Regions from separate parts of the Mus musculus genome. Here region 1 is linked to region 2. The links are chromatin contacts, called in public Hi-C maps. All regions are on one chromosome and are shown on one strand. Each heading gives the region's core, a stretch centred on a gene start, on an enhancer-like site or on the middle of the called end of the contact. The rest is flanking DNA. Distances are from core to core; before and after follow the strand shown.

The links. A called contact is a pair of places that touch in the nucleus more often than the background predicts.
Region 1: a contact with region 2 is called in a Hi-C map of cortical neurons, with 2.4 times the contacts expected there. The contact joins two enhancer-like sites. A contact is called at or near these places in 2 of 484 Hi-C or Micro-C datasets (bone marrow-derived macrophages and cortical neurons) and 1 of 115 datasets of contacts at active chromatin or transcription factors (astrocytes).

Annotation. Positions count from the first base shown.
Region 1 is chr13:90,641,510-90,648,307 of GRCm38.p6, forward strand. No RefSeq gene overlaps it. Among named protein-coding and RNA genes, the nearest start is that of Gm35111, 96 kb to the left of the region's middle. Within about 2 kb of position 1,777, at least 60 of the 459 cell types and tissues checked have an H3K27ac peak or open chromatin away from gene starts, as enhancers often do. A contact at or near this core is called in cortical neurons, where this site is marked.
Region 2 is chr13:89,667,186-89,674,533 of GRCm38.p6, forward strand. All of the region lies in intron 12 of Vcan (versican), which reads right to left. Among named protein-coding and RNA genes, the nearest start is that of Gm4117, 63 kb to the right of the region's middle. Within about 2 kb of position 2,161, at least 31 of the 459 cell types and tissues checked have an H3K27ac peak or open chromatin away from gene starts, as enhancers often do. A contact at or near this core is called in cortical neurons, where this site is marked.

The sequences.
Region 1 (6,798 bases), core at 527-3,026, 970 kb after region 2:
GTTTTGGGTATCTCCAGGACATTTCTGACCAAAGTTTGAGGAGAAGTATCCTACACTTGCCTCTGGGCTTTTATTTGACAACCTATGACTACTGGGATGAGCATAATCCCATGTAGGGTAACTGCAGTTAAACTCTCCTATATGACTATGTACATATGCAAATGTATAATAAACTATCTTATAGGTTGGTAGATTTCCATATGGTCTTTTCAGACATCCTTATAGTTAGTGATTCCCTCCTTATCCCCATTCTTTGCTTTACCCTGTCATTCCTGTAACCACTTAAATTCATTCTCCACATTATTATTCCTTTCTTCTTCATATAACCTGCAGGAGATTTAAAAATGTACGTATTTTTACTTTTTGTACTCCTAGGTCACAATGTCTACTTACAAGGTGACAGCTGACAGCTCCAGAACAAATAAGGTCAGAAAGCCTGCTTTACACCAGTGAAGGACAACATGGTTGTTGTCAGTTAGAGAACAGAGAAGTGGTGGGAACTCTGGATGGTTGCATGTGCCCTTAAAGCATGCATGCCACCCGCTGAGGAAGAGGGAGTAAGAGAGGACAGGATGAATCCCCAGTTTCTATTTAGTGCTAAACCATCTTGGAAAAAGTAAGGTACTCAGAGGATGAAAAGCTGTCCTTTCATTTTTGAGGGTAATCGTCTAAATCCCCCATATTTAGAAGCCTGCTTATTATTCCACAACTAAGTTAATTTTAAAGTCTTTACTCCACAGTATTCCTAATACAAAGCAGATGTGAGAACTACCTCAGAATCAAGAGAAGCCCTGTCTCCTATCTCTCCCAACCTCTGTCAGTTGCAAACAAGCCAAATCTAAACCAGCAACCTAGCATGTTTCCAATCAGCACTCGGGCTTTCTCCCTACGGAAGTAACTCCTTGGCATGCACAAGGGAAGGAAATGTTTCCTTCAAAAAGCTATGCCAGGACAGGGAGCAGCAGATTCTCACGATACTTAACATGCTAACCAGCCAGTGCAGTGAGAAAACCAATGCAGGAGAAGCAGCCAGAAACAGGGAAGAAAGGCCATGGGCCAGAAACAATGGGGCAGACAGAGAAGGATGGGTAGTATTAGACAGGGAACACCGGGAACTGTTCTTACTGAAAGCCTAGTCTATTGTGGCTTAAGCTGGGACTTCAGTCCATGTTGAGGACTCTCTCTCTCTCTCTCTCTCTCTCTCTCTCTCTCTCTCTCTTCCTTCCTCCCTCCCTCTCTCTCATGCTCCCTGTTCATAAACTACACAAATGAAGACTTGATTTCCACATTGAGGGTGACGGCTAGCCTGTGTGGTCAGAAAGCATGAAACACACACAGCTTTAAACCAAAATGACCCCTCCTGGAGTGTAATAACTCTTCTACCTCAGCAGCAAGAAAAATCTTACTGTACCACAAAAAATCAGGAAAAACCACAGCCACCCAAAAACTGTTAAGGGACAAATAAAAACACAAGAAGTAGTGATTCTCTCAGAGTTACTTAAGCCCCTTCTGGATCCTCCCCTGCATGATTCCCACTCATTCTTAGAAAAGGTAGAGACTCCATTCTTGAAATTGAGCTATATGACACTCTTCACATTTTGGAAACAATAGGTTGTACAGAAAGATTGTTATTGGCATTGGCTGTATTTGAAATCTTAAACGTCCATGCTGGGAGAGTTCTTGTGAGCTGGTTATGGGCCAGTTGTCTCCCCAGTCTTTATTACAAGTAATTAGCGATGAGCCAGTCTTTCTGTAAGCCTTTTCACTGGAAAAGTCACCAGTTTGGATGTGTATGCTCCTTTCTTTCTGACAGCAGCTTTCAAAGCAAAGCAGAGTACCAGTAACCATAGCAACAAGCAAAACACGGAAAGGCTGTCAGTTAATTCAATAAATCTCTTGAACACACAAACAGCTGATAATGTCTAATTGACTGAACAGATAGTGAATAGCTGACAGTTCCGGGAATTACACTAGGTATTTATTTTGATCTATTTAATTTAAAATTGGAACAATATTTTATTTTATTATACAGTAAGTTTATATAAATTTTAATGGTTGGTTTCATTACATGCTTTTTTTAAGATGGCAATTCAAAAACTTTTATCACATGTATATTATGAAGTTATTTTCCATTTTTACAAAGCACAGCAGAAAAGACTTTAAATGCAATAAACACGGAAAGTCAATAGACCATCACATTGTTTTTGAAAGAGCCTTTCCAGCAATAAGCAACCTGTGATGAAGCATTGTCTCTCACCTTCTAGATCTGTGAGCTTAGGTAAACGATTTGCTAAGCCTCGGTGAAACCATCTATTGAATAAAATTGAATTATCTGAGCTCTTCGGGTTGTTGTGAGCATTAATAAAAACAGAAAAAGCCTCACAGTTAACAGAATACTTGGTCCATAGGCTGTTCTCAGTCATTGTTTCCTCTTTCTTCTGCAACTTGGCATCAGCTAGCTAATCTGCACTTTCCATAAAGAGCTCACAAAACCCAGCTCTGGAGCCAGACTGCCCATCAGAAACTAGTTGTCATAGAGATTGTTAAAGGGCACATGGCTCTTTTTGTTGATCAAAGTCCAAAGTACAGAATCAAAGTTGTCAACACAGAAGAGCTCCAGCCAGGGACTTTAATGAATGCATTTCAGAACACTGTTAATTCTAATTTTATGTAAAGGGAGGGCTCATGATTGACTCATAGAATACTAGCCCAACAATAAATCTTAGACTAGTCAAAGCCTAACACTTAGCCCTGAAAACTACCCATTTGCTATTACTTTATTTAAAAATTAAAATAAATCTTCATCAAAACACACACACATACACACACACACACACACACACACACACACACACTCACACTCACACACACAGTGAGTTGTTAATGATTTTCTTGGCATTCACCCAAATGGGGGAAAATGTAGGCCTAAATCTGGGAAGTCCTGCTGAGTGGTTTTTCTAACAGAAGATTCTCCCATGCAGATTTCTTCACTGACTCTTCTAGGTATAAGCCAGAGGCAACATGAAAACCCTACCATTGACTTGTCAAAGCATCTGCACTCTTGATTATCATGATGTCACATCTTCTTAATCAAAGAAATAAATGCCCTAAAGCAGAGCTTGGATCCCAGTATGGTGGGCAAGGCACCTTGATAAGTATGCCCTTTAGGTAACAGTGTCTAAAGGACAAAATTCACTGGAATTCTTATTTCCTCTGGCCACCTTAGAGCAAAGATTCCTTTGAATAAATGAAATAAACAACTTTTTTCACATTCTACCCAGAAACTAGTAGAAGTTTATTTTCTTGGCAGGTTAGACTTCAACTTACTGACCAGAGAACAAAGAATTAAAAGATATACTGCTGAAGACAATGGAAAGCATCATGGCCACCCTGACTTAATACAACAACCCACAGCCAATGGACTTTGCCATGTAACACTAAAATTTCAACAAAGAGAATTTCCCCAGGCACAGATCTTCTCTTGCTGTGGTTGCTATTTACAGAGCAATCAACTATGATAGGTCTTCTAACCCTTTGGGGACAGCCATAGTGCATTTGAGCTCTCTATATTTTAAGACTTTACCTTAACTTTGCCTTCTGAATTGGCAAATACAAGTTGATTCACTTAGACCTTCAGCTTCAATATGGTTGATTCGAGATTTTATCCTAAGGTGCCGTATTCCCTGCCTTCCTCAGTTCCCTCCGCAAGAATAACTCTGTCTCCTGATAGAGAACATGTTCTCCCATCCCTTCTGTACAAATCTTCTAGGAGTCCTGCAACTGTCATCCAATAGAATATATTGCAGAATTCCATGCTCCTTCTTAATGATAGAAACTGACATTTCTTCCAGCGAGAACCTTGGAGATATACTCTTTATGCATCTAAATTATACAAAGTTAGACATAAAGTTCAGGAATTGAGTTTGCAGATGAGACTTTAACTAAGAACAATCTTTCTTGCCTTCCACCCCATGAGAAATTTCCCCAGAGTTATAATAGGCAGATATGATTTTCCCTTAAGTGCGATTAAAGTACTTAAAAATACATATTTTGGAACTAACGCGGCTTCTAAATACATGCCAATATCTTCATCTGCTGCTCATCTGCTTGAAAGTCACAAGAAAAACTGGCTCTGTTTTGATTTCCAGTGAAGCATCATCCTTAAAACTTTCCAAGAATTCTTTTGTCTCTATGTGATTTTTCACTTACTTACTGTCTCCAAAGTCTAACCCTTTCCCCAGTATGTGACTTTGCTGCAGTCCACTTTTGAATGGGGTTTGATAATTCAGTGTGGTTTGTGTCTTAACTTGCTGTCTTGAAACAATCATAAAAGTAGCCAATTCGGGAAATGCATATTCTCCCTCCTCCGTGTTCTCTCTGAACTCCTATGAGCATAAGGAGGAAGCCACTTGACCAAGGATAAGACAGCGTGGAAAAAGACAGTGAGAAGGTGTTGATTAGCAAATAACTTTATTGGGGGTGGGTAGCACAGCCATAGCCACTTGAAATAGTAACAATCCAGGAAGGCCCCCGACAGGTAGTGTTCACTTTTGCCTTTCCACTCAGAGTGGTGACTTCAGACTGTTTTATAAGAATGAGAATTTCCTGTTTGTAAAATGCTACACCAATACCATTTCTGGACAACTCTTGGAAAAAAGCAGATACACAAATACATAGACATAAACATAGTCATAGACATAGGCATAGGCATAGACAGACAGACACAGACACGCGTAAGAATATAAGAACAATGAAAAAAGCGGTCATTAGTTGGAAAGGGAACAGGGAGTGAAAGAAATGCGTGGATTTGAGGGAGGAGAGGGGAAATGACATAATTATAGTCTCACAGAGATAAAAGAAACAACTTTTAAAAGAAGCATGGTTTAGATAGAACCAAAGTACAGTAGTATTACAGCCCAACAAAACTTGAATACCAAGGTAAACTGTAATCTGTATTTGGGGTTTGCTTTCATTGTTTTCCCCAAAGGCACAACAGATTTAACCTTGGCATTCACGCCGAGCTGAGACTCAATCATCTGTGAGAAAGTTGGAAACCATAGCAGGGCTGGAACATTCCAGTATGAGGAAGCTCTGTCTGGATCCTGGGGGAGATAATGCAAAACATTAAGAGTTTTAATAAGAAAGAAAGAAACAGCAAATGTTAGTGCTGTGAACACAGGACAAACAATGAGTTCCAAAGCTGGCCACGCTGGCCCCGATAGCAGACAGACACCCTGGAGAGCAGACGACAACGAAACCATTACAGAACCAGCCAAAATGCCCAAGGGAAACAAACATTCTAGAAGCAGAAAGTTTCAATTTGAGAGGAGCAGAGGTTTTTAACCAATAGAAATAATGATGGGGAAACTTAATGGATAGAAAGAAAAAATTCGTGTTGCTTATAGATTTCAGATTACCTAACCCCCCACCCAAAAAAAAAAAAATCTGGCATCCTTACCATCTCTGCATGTTCCTTAGAGCATGACATGGGGATTCGGGGCTGAAAGACATCTGCAGCCTTCTGTCAAACAGGTGATGACATCAAAGCTTAAAGGTTAAGAGTATTGGTTTACACCCCTTGTACACTGATGCAATTTATTTTATTCTTGTATCTGTAAGAATGAAATGGAGAGAGACTAACATCTATTTTTAACCCCTGGAATCTCTTTAAAACCACGAACCTACTGTCAAAAGCAGAATTACCATGGCAGCCCACATCAGTATCTCTTATTAAGCACAGATCCTATCATCTGAGGAGCTTCAGGTTGCAGACATGGTCCCTGCAACACCTTCTCGTGTCCAGCCATCCGCCTTCACTGCAATGCCTACCGCACCACCGTAGTTATTACCTAGGAGCAGAGACCACAGATCATTCAATCCCTCAGTTTACACCGCCCTCAATAATCTAGGCGTGCGTATAAACTTAGTGGATGGTTATAGGCTATCGAGACTGTCATTGTAAAACTTCAATAAACTCTGCATTTACAAGTAGAAGTTTCCTTCACATAGCAAGCTTGTTTCTAAAAGATCAGCCTACAAATCATATATCATAAGAATGGGAGGATGTTTTATATAAAAGTCCCCATTTTCATTGTAGTGTGATGGGCTATAAAAAAAAATAGCCCTTAACATCATGACTTAAAATTATTTTCTCTCTTAGGTGAAATCTAATGTGAATGAGACCAGTTTTCTAGTTCTCGGCTCTCTTTCTGTAATAAACTGGACACCTATGGCCTGTACCTTCATTTGGGCAGAGGACACTAGATGGAGAAAGAAACCTGACTTCTACGTTTTTCTTTCAGTTCTCCTGCTCAAACTCTTATCTCCTTTATTTAAGAAAGGAAAGGAAACTTAGGAAAGCATAAGAAATGCTGAGCTTTTACTAATTTTCTTTGCTGCAATCCACAGTCCTGCACTTACCTACTTCAGAAGATAGCTGAGGTTATGCCAATGAAACGTTAAAGATAACACAAAGTTTAGACATATGTGACAGGATTTTCCCTGCCCAATTACATTAAAATATTCTTGCAGCAGAAGGCCTGTGATTGGACAGGGAAAAGGGAGGTGGAGGTAAGAGTTGCAGAGACAGAGAGCATGGAAGAAGAGAAGAAAGGCCAAGGTGGAAGAGGATGGGCAGGAATAAGAGCTTGAGCCAGCATGGCTTTAGATAGCCACAGGTTAGAATATTTGGGATATTTGTCTAATCTGGTTGGGCAGTTTTGATTGTTATCAATTGGTTCTGAAATTATTGTATTAGCATCTTGTGAATTCAGAATTTGTTGATATATAAATCTGTTT
Region 2 (7,348 bases), core at 911-3,410:
GGTTTGGTTCCCAGCACCCACTTGGTAAACAAGGAGATCAAATATCATCTTTTGTCTTCCTATTCTGAACTCTGCAGGGAGTAGGCATGCATTTGATGGATGTGAGGATGTCTTTATTCGAACAGACTTGTGTAACAGATTAATTCTGCTTAAATCTATTAGAGATGAACCACAATGGCCAGAAGAGCAGTCAAACATATTCCCCAGTGAGGTGGGAAGTCTGAGATGTCTATTATGCAGACATCCTTGAAAACCAATTGCACACTTTGTAAATGTTGGCCTCTCTTCCTGGACAGCTAACAATTGTGTTTCTGGGTATCTCACATATCACTGGCATTGTAAATCTTGAATCTGTGACTGTCAGGTCCCTTTTGTATTGTCTCTGTATCCAACCAGATATTTAGCTATAATTCTTCAGCTCAGATGTCATCATGTTTTATACTTTAAAATTCACAATACTTTGGATTTCCTGGAGTAGCTAATTGAATACTATGTTTTGGAACTATTTTGATGGTGCTAAAAACATTTAAATATCATACATACCCTATTGATAAAAGTAACTTGACACCTTTTCAGGGATAATTTTGGGAGAAATTGATTAAATTTTCAACTTTAATTTTTATTTATATTCCATAAAAAATTCAATCACAGCTCTTCGTCTTCCTTTTTGCTCCAAACACAGATAATTTAATTTACAGAAGAAAAGTTTGTATACTAAACTACAGAAATCTTCTTGGTTCACCTGCCAAGAAGAAAAGTCAAGGAAGTGACCTGTTGGCTTCTATTACAGTGTGTAAAAGTGAAGGTTCAAGAAAGAACGGGGCTAATTTTAACCTTAACTGCCAGGATTTTATGAAGCTTAAGGTACCTGTTAGTTTCCTACTGTGCTTGCAAATCATCTCATTTTGCATTTAACTATTGGGCTTACAATATTATACATTTCAAAGCTATACGAACCTAAACAACACCCCTGCAGACACTAGTGCTGTTCATATAAAAATACAAAGCATAATGTGACCACCAGGTGGTGACATAGACTGCTCAATATGGTAGTACTTTGAGTGCCAGCACAGGATATAGAATCACAATTATTAACTCCACCTGCAGAATAAAAATTAAAGTGTCATCTGTGGCATGTCCTCCTCTGTGGCATGTCCTCCACTGTGGCATGACCTCCACTGTGGCATGTGCTCCTAGTTTTGTGATTTTTTTACAAATAGATAGGCTATATTTTCTAGTTCCATCCTATTCTGCTATTGACTATTACAGCTCTCATCTGACTTTTCTACCTAAGACGAGCACTACAAAAGCTTGTTTTTTCATGTTTCTATGAATAGCATCTAATGATTTACATCAACAGTGACAGTTCATCAGACACGGTATAATCATGTCTGGTAGATCTACTCAATATCTTTAGAGTAGGACCAATAAATAATTATGCCCCAGTGCACAAAAATCAAATGCATGCTGTATGAATCTGCAAAGTTACATTCTGAAAATATCACACCTATACTACAAGCTGACTTGTGTAAACTCTTTTTTTTTTTTCCACCTGGGACCCATTAAACCACTATTGGACTCTGAGAGCCACAAAGCCCTAATATAGCCCATGTCACCAAGGCCAAGAAGACTATCTCCAGAGAATACAAGCAAGTTGCATATACAAAAATACTTTATCAAGAGCCTGTGTACCCACCTAGAACACACACACACACACACACACACACACACACACACACACACACAGGAGCATACATCCACACAAGCACACACATGGACATGCATACACACACTGATAGCAGTTAGCTTGCCACTAGGTAATCACTTGAGTCAACTGTATGTTCCAGAATACAGAACAAATCGTTATCTGAAGAAAACAAAGGCCATGGGAGCTTCTTATTACAAAACTCAAAACATCTTTCCTTCCTGGGTAGCTCTAGTACACAATAGTCATTAGTTTGTAGCCTGCAGGGGACACATTTAACTGTTCTCCTTGAGTGAGGCAAATGCCGTCCCTGCAAGGTAGATCTCAGGCTCTCCTAATCCATGCTCTCTGGTCTGGGTCCTGATTTATTTACATTTTACAGGAGGTTATGGTTTTTCTGTTATCATTAGTTGAGCCCACAACCGAAGAAGAAAAGAGCAGCTTTGTTTCAAAGGAGAAAGAGACGTTTGTTCAGGCATCACTACCCACTGGAAGCCTGCAGTTGGATTCTACCAAACTCAGTATACTGAAGGGAAGGAAAATTAACGTGGGGTCTCTGGATAGCTGTTAAAGCGGCAACGTGCCCATTATTTTCCTAGCTGGCAGAGTTCTGTGCAGGGGAGACAATCTGGCCACTCTTGAGTACAGCACTAATCTTGTGAAATGCTGTGAGCTCACTAACTGACAAAGCAATAATTATCAACAGTCTTTCCAGAGGGATGTAAGTTACTCCCACTGTGAGACAGGGGCCCCAAGCAGAGCCTCTAGGAGCAACATGCACTTAATCCACGCAAAGCACTGTGCCAGTGGGCGCCTCCACTCAAGCTTGTTTGCACAAGTCGTCAGTCATGAAATGCTAAGGAACCAAATGCCAGAGAAAGTGCCAAAAACCATTCAACTTCATTTTCTTTGCTTTTTCCATGGTTGTGCATTGCCTTAAACTAATTAGCAGTTAAATTTAAACATGTGCACATGATTCTAAAGTTTCATGAAGCAGTGCTAAGGGGCCTCCTGCATTCATTAAGTTTTCTTCACTTGCAGGGTAAACTTGTCAATTACAAGATGATTTTCCAGTGGTGGCAAACACTGTACTTCAGCAATTTAAACCCATCATTAGACATCTAAGCAACAAGAGCAAAAGGTATAGACAAGAGTTTTATGTTCTAGGACTACACAGTGACTCATAACATCCTGAATGTAAGTTCAGAAGAAACAGCTGTTGATTCCAATCAAATTAAACCACAACAGAAGTAAAATTTTTCATTAACAACGTAGTGGTCTTTAGCAGAAAGAAATCTAAAGTCTTCTATTCATGAATAATAGGCTGAGGAAAGAGCATATGTTTTTCTTGGCTTTGGGGCTAATATAACGAAGCCCGCAAAGTTTAACATAATTAAATTAATACTGACATGCAGTGTGACTTGTTCACAAAGTGAACAAAAAATGTGGCTCTTGGCTTGGAAGTAAAACCACATCACAGATGAAGCATCTACAAGTATCTCAAAGAAAGCCGTCTAAGACTTCCCAGGTTCTTAAAGACTTCAAGGTTCTGTTGTGGGAGATAATTTTTAAAATGTTGTTAAATCTAACTGACACACAAAATACATGTTGTACAATATAGTATGATATTTCAATACCAATGTGCTGAAATGATACCATTAGAGTAACTGGTCACCTCAAACATTTATCATCTCTTTGTGTGAAAACATTTAAAGTTCTTTCTACTTGATACTTTGAAAAACTTAAGTTTGGAAAAATATATATGTGAGGGTTCTCTTTTGAGTCATTTCCTGCCAAATCAGGGCCACCCCTTCGTTGAGGTTAGAAAGATACAAACAAGTGCAGCCCACGTCTCTGAATTGTTAGCACCTCCAGTTCTCTTTCATTGCCCAAGAAATGTCTTTCGTCTCTGGAAAGAATGGTAATGGTACCTCACTGCAGAAAAAAGAGTAATGGTTTATCAGTTGTGACTTACTACTAATTTTGTCTGTCCCTTTAAAATGTCTTTTCTAGGTTATGGGCTATTATTGCATTATTTTTCTTCTTTCCAAAACTATCTCTCAAACTGAATTGCTTGACAGACTGATCTGTATATTTTATGAAAAAGGACAAAGTACCTCTGAATTTGAAAGCAGACCCAGCCTGGCAGTGGTGGTGCACACCTTTAATCCCAGCACTCAGGAGGCAAAGGTAAGCAGATCTCTCTGAGTTTGAGGTTAGCCTGGTCTACAAAGTGAGTTCCAAGACAGCCAGGGATTCATAGCAAAACCCAGTCTCAAAAAAGAAAACAGTAATTTAAAGGCAAACCCACATCAATGTGGCTCTTTCTGTGTCACAACTCTAATAATAGGTTGGTGGGGAAGGGAGAAGGGTTTGGAATTTGTAGCTGCATTAGCTTGACAAGACTGAGTCACACTTACTAAAATGAGGAAGAGGATTCAGTAATCTCATAGAAAGATGTTAAATGGATTTTTCATAAAAGAGTTAATTAAAAATAATTATAATATTAATTAACCTACTCAGTCTATAACATAACTACCAAGTACAAGCTAAGAAGATTAAAATTAGGAATGTGACATGATATCCCTATGATTCAGTAAACGTATTCTAGAATTTACTAAACAGACTGAAAAACACACCTATTTGAGGAAACCTCTATATCCTCCCTACAGTTGACTGGAGAGTAAAAGAGAAATCAGTGATGACTTCCTAAACTCAAAGATGCCAATGGCCTAGGAGGGCTTCCCACATACCATGGCCAAAGCAAATCTTTCACTGGAGTGAAAGATTCTTAAAAATTGCAACAACAACAACAAAAGAACAACAACGACAAACAAACAAACAAACAAACAAAAAACTAGAATCTTTTTCTTTTAAGCTAGACTTTCTGAAACTTTCTTGAATTTTATAAGGAAGTGAATTCTCAGTTCAGCTCCTTGCTTAATTTCTGGACAACAACATTCCAAAGAGACATTTCCTTTGAAATAGTTTCGTCCAAGCCTCTGATGAGTAGATGCTACTGAGGATGGGGGTGGTGATGGGGGCAAGAGGGATGGTGGAGGGTGGAGAGGGAGGGATATATGACTAATCACTGTGAAATTAATGCATACTCTGGAAAGTCCCATTCTCTTATAAGAACATTATTCCTGGGATGTCAAATAAAAATAAACACAAATAAATATGGTAGCAGTCTTAAATCTAAGATCCAAAGCTTAAATTCTAACCCCTTGTTGGAGAAGCAGGAAGTGTATCTTAGAAGATATTCAAGTGTCTTGAGATGAAATTAGAGCAAGAGTTTAGAACATGCCTATCATCAGGGCAAATCTATGAAACTACGAATAGTAAGAGGTCATGATTTACTAAGAGATGGGACAAACCAACCTGCATCCCTCCATCTTGGGCTTGAAAACCATCTTATAATAAAGATAAACTAGATTTATTCCCATTTATGATTAAATCTCTATCTCTCAGGAATTTTGCTATGCCTTACCTGTGACCTTAACTATAAATGGTCTGTCACCTTTCAAACATGTCTGTTTCCAGAGGTTGTTATGACCAACTTGTTATGCTTATGGTTTCTTCTGTAACCCCATCTTTTTTGCTGGCCAAATGCCCCATTTAGTAACCCCCTACTCCTGAGCTATAAAACCTTTTATCTTCCCTATGTCCAATGCTGATCTGTTGAACCCTGCCTTAGGGAGAGGCACTCCATGCCATGCAAATGAATAAATGAGTGTTTTAATTAATTTGACCATGATTTGTTGTCAATGGTCTTTCTCCTCAAATCTGTAGTGTTAAAATATCATATCTTAAAGTATAGCAAATGAAGGTGGTGAGCTTTGCAGTGTTAATAATAGAATTTTATATAGAAATCAGGGAGCTGAATGAATAATCTTAAGAAAGGAGTATCAGTCCTAAGTGGGATGATCCATCAAATGTGTTCCCTAAGGTCCCAAGGCATACCACAGGGGAGAAGAAGAGTATACAGGCCAGAGGGGGTGGAGAATGCCAAGAAAACAAGGCCTTCTAAATAAACATGATCAGGATACATAGGAACTCTCAGAGACTGAGGCAGTATACAGAGGGTCTGCACAGGTCTACACCAAAGAGGGTCCTAGATCTTAAAGGGGAAGTGGGCATATGCCCATCCCTAATGCAGAAGCTATGTCCAATTAAAAACCACTTCTAATTGAAAATTAAGTTTTTGTCAAGGGAAACAAACCATTCTTAAGTGGGGCTGCATGCCCAACATTAGACAGCAGAAAATAAACTCAACTACATCTTTGGAGATATGTCTTCTCATAATGTCATGTCTGGGGTCTGCTCATCCCCCCCACCCACCACCCTCTCCAAGTTGTTAAGATTTTGTCTATTTATTATTTTATTTTATTTGTGTTTTCTTTTTCTTCTCTATTTTACTCCAAGGTCCTTTGTGTATACATTATAGCTTCAAGTTTAGTGTTTTTATGAGATTCCTGAATATAAGAATGAATTGGTCTCTGTTTCTTTTGCCTTCTCTTGGGCTATTTTCCTTCTACTTGTTCATTTTGCCCTACCCTAATATGTTACTTTTTATTTTATTATATTTTACTTTATTATTATTACCCCATAGTTACCTATTTGTTTTCTATTGAGAGACAGAAAGAGGCTGCCTCTGGATGAGACAGGAGATATGGGAAACTGGGAGTAGTGGAGAGAGATGATGGCCTGTCAATGACACCAGGAAACCCATCTCAGGGGAAACACTTGAGACCAGTCATTCATTTAACAATTGGTCAATGAAATACAAAAGCAAAACAAAAAAAAAAACCTCCAGGTCAGCTAGCAGTCTAACTGCCTGATAAGGAAAGTTTGTTGCAGTTCTTGGGCTTCAATGTATGTTTAACTTGAAGGGTTTAACTTAAGGGCTTTGCATGTAAGTAAGTTGACAAGGAGAGGAATTCCCAGCCCATGTCATTTGCCAGTTTTTAATAAAGTACATGGTGTGCTGGGCTGTCAGAGATGATGATAGGGACGAACTGACTAGGAAAATGCCAAGAAACAAAGTGAAAACTGAAATGTGCTAAGAAAAATAACAACGGAAACATGAATTACAAGAGAAGCTTGGATACTATTGTATTCAGAAATATATTTTGTCAAAGTCATTGGGCAAACACCCCGAATAAATAATGAAAAGATTTTTCAACATAAACAAGAATTTGGCCTTTTATCAATATTGCAAAATCTTATTACAGGGGCCAGTAAAATGTAAGGATTAATCAAAATCTGAGTAATACAGGCAATTCTGATGACTTAGCCAGACAGCATCACTAATTTAGCACAAACACATGAATTGAATTAGTCTAGCTATGAAGTAAGATGTTGAATATTATATGATTGTACTTTGAGCTTATTAGACACAAAGTTTACTTCAATAAATGAAATAATTGACACAGATCTAATTAAACTTTATATCCTGGATTATACTAATTATTCCTGGATACTGAATAGCAAAAGATAGTATTAGATAAATAGCAAATGCTGTGCTTCTTTTGATACCACTCTTACCTCCCAAGACACATCACTCTGACAACTGTCAAACATGTGTGAGAGAATGGAAGTGGAGAGGAAGCACCCTAATGCAGAAACAAAGTCCTTGAAACT